2 separate regions of the Rattus norvegicus genome follow, and region 2 is linked to region 1. Evidence: chromatin contacts called from public Hi-C data. All regions are on one chromosome and are shown on one strand. Each heading gives the region's core, a stretch centred on a gene start, on an enhancer-like site or on the middle of the called end of the contact. The rest is flanking DNA. Distances are from core to core; before and after follow the strand shown. Region 1 holds the start of Col5a2 (collagen type V alpha 2 chain). Region 2 overlaps LOC134480367 (a long non-coding RNA gene).

Region 1 (4,359 bases), core at 1,147-3,646:
GTGTCCACACGGTATCAGGGCACACCCAGGCATGCAAGGGAAGTATAAGTTAAGGAGTTCTGAATACACCAGATTACTGAGTCATCAATATTTTCCTTACTCGGACATACATGTTTCTGCTATTAATTTTCATTACAACTATCTGAATTACTATTTGGACTGTCTGAGATAATTCACTTTCTTGGTAAAAACCTTTAGTTTGGGGTTGGAGTTTGTCTGCTATTTAATGACACCAAGGAAAAAGGATTTGGCCCAAAGGCAGGACTTTCTGAACTATACCTCCTATTCTTAATGTATGTAAATTAATATTAGAGAACAGTAAACCCCTCATTTTTAAGTAAGACCTAGAGAATAAATTCAATGACCTAGATGAGAGTTTTAGCACAAGACCTATTCTCAAAAGCTTTTGAGCATCCTATATTTTCATTTACATACATATTTGATTACTTTTGTACTTTACAAAAGTTAAGTGCATCGTTTTAATATAAATTGAGAATAAAGTCTCTATAGATATTTTAGAGTAGGTTTTCTGGTAGGGGAGGGGAGTGAGCAGATTCACTGATACTCAGACATTTTCCTTCTATCCTAATGTTGCAGTCTGCTTTCCTCTTTTCTGACTTCTTTGTTCTCCAGTTTGAAAACAACACAGACTTTTCATGGCATTATGAGGAAATTCGTTTCACCCTTCATAAATTCCCTCTCTTTTTGAAACATAGAAACTGATTTTAAAAGTTTCAAGATTTTAGAAAAGTGCACCCTCTATGGGACTATTGACAGACTTGAATTTTATCTCCAGAACGTTATAGGATTTCTAAAACTGCTAAATAGTTTCTAAATATCTTTAGAGAAAAATTCAGAAAGGCAGGAAAAAAAACATATACAGATAGATGGATATACACATGAGAAAGACAATAGTAGACATGGTTAACACATTACAAAGTTTTGAAAGCTTGAGTTTGATGCTAACAGTGACGAAGATCTATGCTGGCCTCTTACAGTGAGAATGTGTCTATTTCTGACACTTCGATCTTCAAAAGTTAAGGTTAATATCAATGACGCCCGTTTTATTTTATTTTTTTTAAAGTTTTGTCCTATAGTAGCCATGCCATTTTGCTTAACAATATGACTCACCACTAACATATGTAACCCACACAGGGGAAACAAACAAACAAACAAGAAAACAGTAACCAAGCAAGATATGCCTTAAAAGAAAGGAAAATAGAAGGAACAGGGGGAAGGGAAGGGAACCGGAAAGGAAGGAAGGAAGGAAGGAAGGAAGGAAGGAAGGAAGGAAGGAAGGAGGGAGGGAGGGAGGGAGGGAGGGAGGGAAGGAAGGAAGGAAGGAAGGAGAGAGAGAGGGAGGGAGGGAGGGAGGGATTTAAGGGAAAAGTCCTTCTCAATACTCTATTCCAAGTAAGTTATATATAAGGCGTGCTGATTGTCTGCCTTCAGCCATTCTCCCAGGAACTACACTATCCCAATAATCAAGTCAGTAGGGTGGGAAAGTACCGCAGTTTAAGAAATCTGGTTTCTATCAGCGTCTGTCATGAAGAAATAAACTTGACTCCCTCTCAGTAAGCAAACAAGATTTTAAGATCAGAGATGAAAACGTTAGGAGGGGAGGATAAAGCTTTGGAAAGAAAGGAATGAAGAGCAAAGACAAAGGAAACTCCGAACTATCAGGGTTGCTGCAGAGGTTTTTCTAAACAAAGACTGCTGCTGAAGTTCGAACAGGAAAGACTCCACCCTGCCCTGCTTCTGCAGCAGCAGCGGCGGCGGCGGCGGCGGCGGCGGCTTTCCCAGCTTGGAAAGCGCCAGCCCACACAACAGACCTCTAACTAAAAAGTGCCTCCGGTTAAGCACTCTTTTCTTTTAAACATCACACTCTTACGTTCGGGCAAAAGGACTGATCGGATCCTCGCTCTTAGAGGATGTCAGAAACTAACTTTTTGCCAGGGCACACACAGAAGCTCCGGATTTGCAGACGTGCCTAGTCTCCAGAGCCAAGCTGTTTCCCAGGTGCAAATCCTACAGCCCCCTTCTCAAACTTCAAACCAGAGTCTTCCCTTCACGCTCCTCCTGAAGCTTAACATTCCATCTAGTTCCCAAACCAAGCCATAAACACCATAAGCAAAGCAAAAGGCAAACTCACCATTCTCTTGTTCCTGGGCTTTTATTGAGACACAGTACCCTAATAAAACAAAAAGAATGAGGAGAGGTCTTGCTACCACCCAGTTTGCCATCATGCCTAAATATGAGACATGTGGGTCCTCCTGGGATCGAAGAGTAGATATGGAGGTCACTGTAGCACCATGAATTTGGCTGGGGTCTCTTTTTCAGCACCAGTCCCAGGGGCTGCCTCAGTCTGTTTCAGCACCAGCTCCAGCAGAGTCTGTGAAAACTTTTTTCAAGCGACGCAGCTTTAAATAGGAAGAATGCTGCCTCCACTTCTTTTCCTGCCCCTTTCAGCTTGTTCAGGCCCATAACCATCCAGTGTCTGCCAAGCAACCCTCTGATTGATGGTAAGCAACCAAATCAGAGCGCAGGACTCTGCGACTTGAGTTTTCAGTATTCCTTGTAGATTTTAAGCGCAGAGGCAGCTTCCCAACAGAGACGAACTTTTATTTCTTCTTCTGTTTGAGTGTGTATGCCTTTTCTTTTCTTCTCTTTTTTTAAAAGAAAGCCTATTAGAAGGAGTCTGCTCCTCCCTCCCTAACTCTTCCCCCAGACACACACCCACTGACTTTTTCCAGAGACACTAAAAAAGCTTTAGGGAGGATTACAGCCTTTTAGTGGATTTGTTTTTCTTTTGCATTTAGATAATTCAGACTTCTCTTCATCACTTAAGCCTTTAAAACGTCACTTTTTAACCTGTTCTTTTGACAGCAGAGGAATGATTCTTGTCCCGATTTTCACTGTGCTCCCTTTCTCATGCTGTGAGAGGATTCTGGAAGAGAGAAGAGGCAGAATACACCCGACTCAAAATGAACTTGAGGTCCTTTTCATTGAGTTGCTTCCATGTCGCTTAAGGAGACATAGCTATACATTCTCCTTGTCACAGAGCATTTTACTGTGTTTTTTTTTTTTTAAAAAAGTCCACCAAGCTTGTTGACTGAGGAAAACACACTGCTTTAGGTCTCAGAAAGGGTGGGTTCCCACATCAGATCTGCCACTCACCAATTTTGTGAATTTATACATAGTCTTTATCTGTCCAATTTTCTTGTTGGAAAGGGGGCTTTGGCCTGACGAGTGTGCAGGATCTGGTGATACTAAACTGAGTAATATGCTATTAACTAGATTCCAAATTGCAAAGAGCTACATAAAAGTGGATGGCGCTGTCATTAGCCCCCACACCAGCTTTCCAGGGAACATGGTAGTCCCAGCTGTATATGTCTCTTAAGAGCAAGTCATTAACTTTTTGCCCTACTCAAGCTTGACAAGATTTAAATGCCCTCAGTGTTTTTAAAAGTCTAATACATTTGATATTGTGAGTTCTCGAGGAACAGAATTAAGTCACACACAACACGTATGACTCAAGTCTTCGTAGTTTCTCAGCACTGAACAGGTACTCTGAGACACCCTGAATATTGGAGGGAATATGGCATACTGGAAACAAAGGCAGAATCTATCACCTTTAAAAAACGTATTATGTAAATGCTGAAAAAAATACATCTATATGAAACAAAAAATACAAACCAGATATACAGCTATTTGTGGAATGAATTAAACCCAAAATAAATACAAAAAAAGAATAGTCTAAAATTAGAATAGGTATATAAAACTTCATTTACTGTTTAATTTCCTTAATAAAAGAAAAAAATCCAAAAGAGGTAGAGCTAGGCTCTGGAGAAGTTCCCAAAACAACTTTCTCGCCCTGTACCATAGAGAATAACTTGACATCAAGACCTGTCTATGTCTAGTGAATTCTTTCACCAACATACTGCTGTTCCCATGGCTGTCTTGCTCACACTTAATGAATGGGTTAAATAAGGAACAAAAATCAAATTTCTTCTAATTATTTGAACAATAGCTGAAAAAACCCATGATGTAAAAGCTCTTGTTAATCCTTCATCAAAGGAATGTTGTTTTGCAACAGATGGAAATCACTTCAGAAAACCTCAATCAATTAAAATGCAGAATCATGTAACCCAGTCTCAATGTTATATCTATCAAACTACTCTTGAACATAAGGCTCAGAGAACATTGAGGAAGAAGAGGCAGAAAGTCCGTAAGAATAAAGGAATCATAGAAATGTCAGAAGCTATATGCATAAAATCTCACCACCATGTCTGCCTCACCATGAACTGAACAAGGAAAACAACAATAAACATGCCCAACTTGACAGAAGAATGACCAGGA
Region 2 (4,359 bases), core at 1,189-3,688, 97 kb after region 1:
CCTAAGGTCTTATTTAAGAAAGTATGCATTTTTCTGCCAACTCTAGTTCATAATTGTAAGCATCTGTCTTCTTAGGCTGCATGATGAGCACATATCCTATTCCCCAAAGCCTGAAATAAAAAAATGAGCTCTACTTTACCTAACAAAGTCATTAAAATCCTTATCCAGCTTGTAATTTCAGAGCCTGTGCCTCAATAGAAAGCTAAGACAAATGGTACCATCTATAGGGCTTCCCCCTACCCCCATACTCTTTCATTTGATGCTCAAAACAAAAACTATCATAGGCTAGGCAAATTGGAAAACACTATACTTTTTTTAGAGAGAAAAACTTGAAGTTGAGCTGAAATAACTGATTTTCAGGAGGTCACATACCACAAACTGCCACAGAGGAACTACCAAGATCCTGAGTCATTTACTCCATGTCTCCCCACAAAGCACGCTGCTTCTGATCAAGAATGTGTCTGAGACATAGCTTCTGGTTTACGGTTATGGGTAAAATAGAATGCTAAAGTTAAGAGAGCAGAGATTTTAAACATACGTATTTACAAGGAGATGACTTTTATCAGTTGGTTTCTTTTTTAATAAACTTCTCAGTTCTCTATAGCATTTCACACATATTTCTCATGTGAACTTGAGAATCTCCATGAAGCAAATAAGTGATCAGTTAATTAGCATATGCTCCACCTCCTTGAATTAGCTCAGGGAACATGCTTGAAGCCTCAATAATAATGTCCCATTTGTCTGGAATTTCTGACACTACCCTCTCTGATAGGGCAGTAGTAGGATTGGATGAAGTACCTAGATTCTTTGGGTGCCTAAAGATGGCTCTACAGGGGGAAAAATGGTAAAAAACAAAGGGGTGGATACAAAAGAGAACAGTAGACCTCATAGACAGGCCAGGCCGTACAGCTTGCCTTCACATTAGGCAAATTGTAGCTGAGTAACTTAGACTTATATTCTAACTGTCCATTTTTCTGAAGGTACTTATGCCAAATGCTAGGTCACCAGGGCTTCATTTTAAAAGCTCAAACAAAACATTCAAATTTGAAACTATAGGTCTCATTTATTTCTAGTTCCTCAGCTGGCAAATATGAAAAGCACTCCAGTAGTAAAAGACGAAGAAATAACTTACATTGGATGGAAAATGTTAGGAAAGTGCGGGCTAGACAATTCTGAGTCACTTCTGAGATAGCTAATGGAATATGGACTCCAGTCCACTCATTAAAGTGTGGGTTGAAACGTTGCTTTATTTTTCAAGAATTTCCATGGGAGGCACTTGGAGAGAAAAACAGGAGGTAGTCATACTAGACTGCAGCCAGAAAAGGACCTTTGAGAGCAGTGAGATACTGGCACAAACAAGATACTCCACAGCACAGACAGAGTTGGTGGGATCAGTGATTTTAGACGGCTTTGTGTCACTATTTGAACAGTAAAATGCCGTCTTTAAAAACTTCCTCTAGGTGAGTAAATGTTGCTTATAAGTTACTTTTCATTCTCTTCCAAGTTTATAAATAAAGCAGAGGTTGTCTAAAATTAAAAATATTAGATGTCTCTATTTCTTGCAAAGAAGAAAATTATTCTTAAATAGGGAATAGTTTTAGACTCACAGTTTTCTTTGTAAGAATTATTAGCTTTTATGTCAACAAATGAACACAGACAAAATAAAGTTTAAAAAGACCACTTAACTATCAGATATTACGTTAGATTAATACCCAGATACCTAATATTTGCTTCATGGGAAAACATGTCTAGTACTCTCCAAGCAATCCTCCCCAATTAGACAAGTGTCAACTCCATCTGGTGAGAACACATGGTAGAAAGAAGACAGTGCAAATCCTAGTACTTTCACACACTAAAGTTGCAAAACCTCTAAAAAGAAAAAAATAGCATCTAATGCCAGAGATTATGTGATAGATACACACACACACACACACACACACACACACACACACAAGCAATCCATGTTGAAGTACAATCAAACATGTGTAAAAACAGCTGCAGAAAGCATTGTTAGACCTCTACAGATGTCAAATTCACATCTTTTACTCATCTCACTGCAAAGTGTTTGAAATTGTGGGGATGCTCCGCCACTTCAAACAAATATTTTCCTTCAGCTTTGTAAATTAACAACAAATTCATTAACTTCAATTTTGCTATTTGGATTTTAAACTTATCATTCACCTAAGGATGTCCCAGATATTTCAAAGATTGTGAAATAGAGTTATATTTCACCCTTTATGAAACTATTTAACAATTTCCAATTTTGGGTACCACATACCCCAAGAGACAGCGAAAGAACACTAGGGACTTCAACAATACCCAAGAACAACTTTGTGGAAAGATCAGAAAGGAAATGATGCCCCCTGCTGTTTACGAGGTGACAAAGGCCCAGCAGGACTTGCTCTGGATGTGTGAGTCATGAACACACAGAGAGAGGCTGAGTGCTTTCCTCCAGTACTTTCCTTGCAGCACGCAGTAACACACTTATGACCAGAAGGACATGACCAAACTACTACAGACAATTCCAGCTTTTGTCTTTCTCTGCATTTTACAAAGGTGTGAACTTGCCTGTCTTGCCTTTGATCTTTAAAACATCTGAAGGTGATATGTGCTCATCAATATGATTGTGTAATAATTCAAGAGTATTGCTTGCTCTGTTTATTAGTGATGACTGCCTAGAGACAGAACAAGAACTATCTGAAGAAGTACTTCTGCCTTTGCCCAGAAGAGAAACTAGTAAAACGTGAGAAGACCAGAACTTAGAGTTTTTAAATGACCTAATATTGGTTTCATATAACTCTGAAAAGTTCATATAACTCAACATATATTTTACAATAATTGATAAGTGACATCTATACACTCCTATTGATCCAAGGTACACATATGATTAAGACTCTGAACTTAGATGACTCACGTCAAATCTCACCAGCACGAGTAGCTATTTGGGTTCAGATTGTTTGCTCGGTTTTTATGCCTGCTCTTCCTTATCCACAAAATATGAGTAACATTTGCAGCTACCTCATTAGGCCGAATAGAATACAACATAGAGATAAGGACATTTAGCATGAGGGATTAAAAGTATAAATATTACACATCATTTTATTTCTTCAAAACTCATTGCAATGATTTTTGCGAAACAAAATTTTCATAATAAAATAATTAAAATACTCAGTAACAATCAAGAGATAAATATCTGGGGCTGGAGAGTTGGCTCTGAGATTAAGGGCACCAGCTCCACGTGGCAGTTCAGAACCATCTGCAACTCCAGTTCCATTGTATTTCATGACCTTTTCTGGCCTTGATGGGAACTATGCACATGTGGTGCACAGACATACTTCCAGGCAAAGCACCAATACATAGAAATTAAAAATAAGATATTCTTCTCAAAATAGAAAAAGGATTTAAATATTTCTGAGTAGGAAAGAGCATTTTCTCTTCATAGACACCTTCATAGCTACTTTAATCAGAAAAAAATTCTTAGTGAGATATAGTTGGATAAATAACATCTCATTGTAGACTTATGTCTAATGTGCGGAGTGCAATTTCTTGTACTGTTTTCAGTCCTCAGTTTAGACTTTTCTGATGAGTGTCTGAGACTATAATGGTCAAGATTAATTTTTTCTTTTTGTACTGTCAAGGCTAGATCCTCAGGGGACACTTGGTCTTGAGAGGAACCTCAAGCTTCTCTAGCCTTCCTTTTACCAGCTGTCCATCAAATTGAGACTTGATCAAAGCCCTTGATCAGTCTCACTGTGTCTTCTCCTAAAAGTGTGGGAGTCTTTCCTCTGCATTGGCTTTCTACTGGTAGAAAATATTTTTGAGAGATGAGACACAGTCTCCTGGGACCTTATTGACCTTGAAGGGCAAGAGAAAAAGTATTCTCTCTCAATCTCTCTCAATCTCTCTGACCACATTAGAATAGTCTGCAAGTATGATTATTAAATACCTAGAAGATAAGTCATACCAATCTAGTGCTTTTAATTATTGCATAATATTTCAATAACCAGACATTTCTAACTCAACCTTGATTAAACATACATTTTGACCAATCCTTGTAATTGCTATCTTTGTTCTTATGAACTATATGTGTTATCTCTAAGTCTCATCCTCTATGTTCCTTGCATAATTTCTTTGTTGCTGAGAGTGATTTGAATTGTACAGGCCTGACTCAAGAGGTTTTAGAGGAGAAGAATTTTGGTATGTGCTGTAAAGACTGCTTTTGTATTGTAAAGACTGTATTTTGTATTTTGGTAAAGAATGTGGTTGCTTTTTGCCCTTGTCTGAAGAGTCGGCCTGAGGCTAAAGTGAAAAGACTCAGATTAATTAAATATGCAAAAGAAGGCTCAGAAATGCCCATCA

The links. Hi-C and Micro-C count contacts between places; a contact is called where the count stands out from the background.
Region 2: a contact with region 1 is called in a Hi-C map of the A7r5 cell line, with 5 times the contacts expected there. The contact joins the enhancer-like site here to the promoter of Col5a2 in region 1. A contact is called at or near these places in 4 of 12 Hi-C or Micro-C datasets (the A7r5 cell line, the Rat2 cell line, Schwann cells and 1 more).

The regions. Positions count from the first base shown.
Region 1 is chr9:55,087,755-55,092,113 of GRCr8, forward strand. It overlaps Col5a2 (collagen type V alpha 2 chain), which reads right to left and starts at 2,397. Exons shown (of 54, transcript NM_001399195.1): 1 at 2,153-2,397. The coding sequence starts at 2,246.
Region 2 is chr9:55,184,828-55,189,186 of GRCr8, forward strand. The region is part of intron 1 of LOC134480367 (a long non-coding RNA gene); the gene reads right to left. Among named protein-coding and RNA genes, the nearest start is that of Col5a2, 97 kb to the left of the region's middle. Within about 2 kb of position 2,439, at least 7 of the 93 cell types and tissues checked have an H3K27ac peak or open chromatin away from gene starts, as enhancers often do. A contact at or near this core is called in the A7r5 cell line, where this site is marked.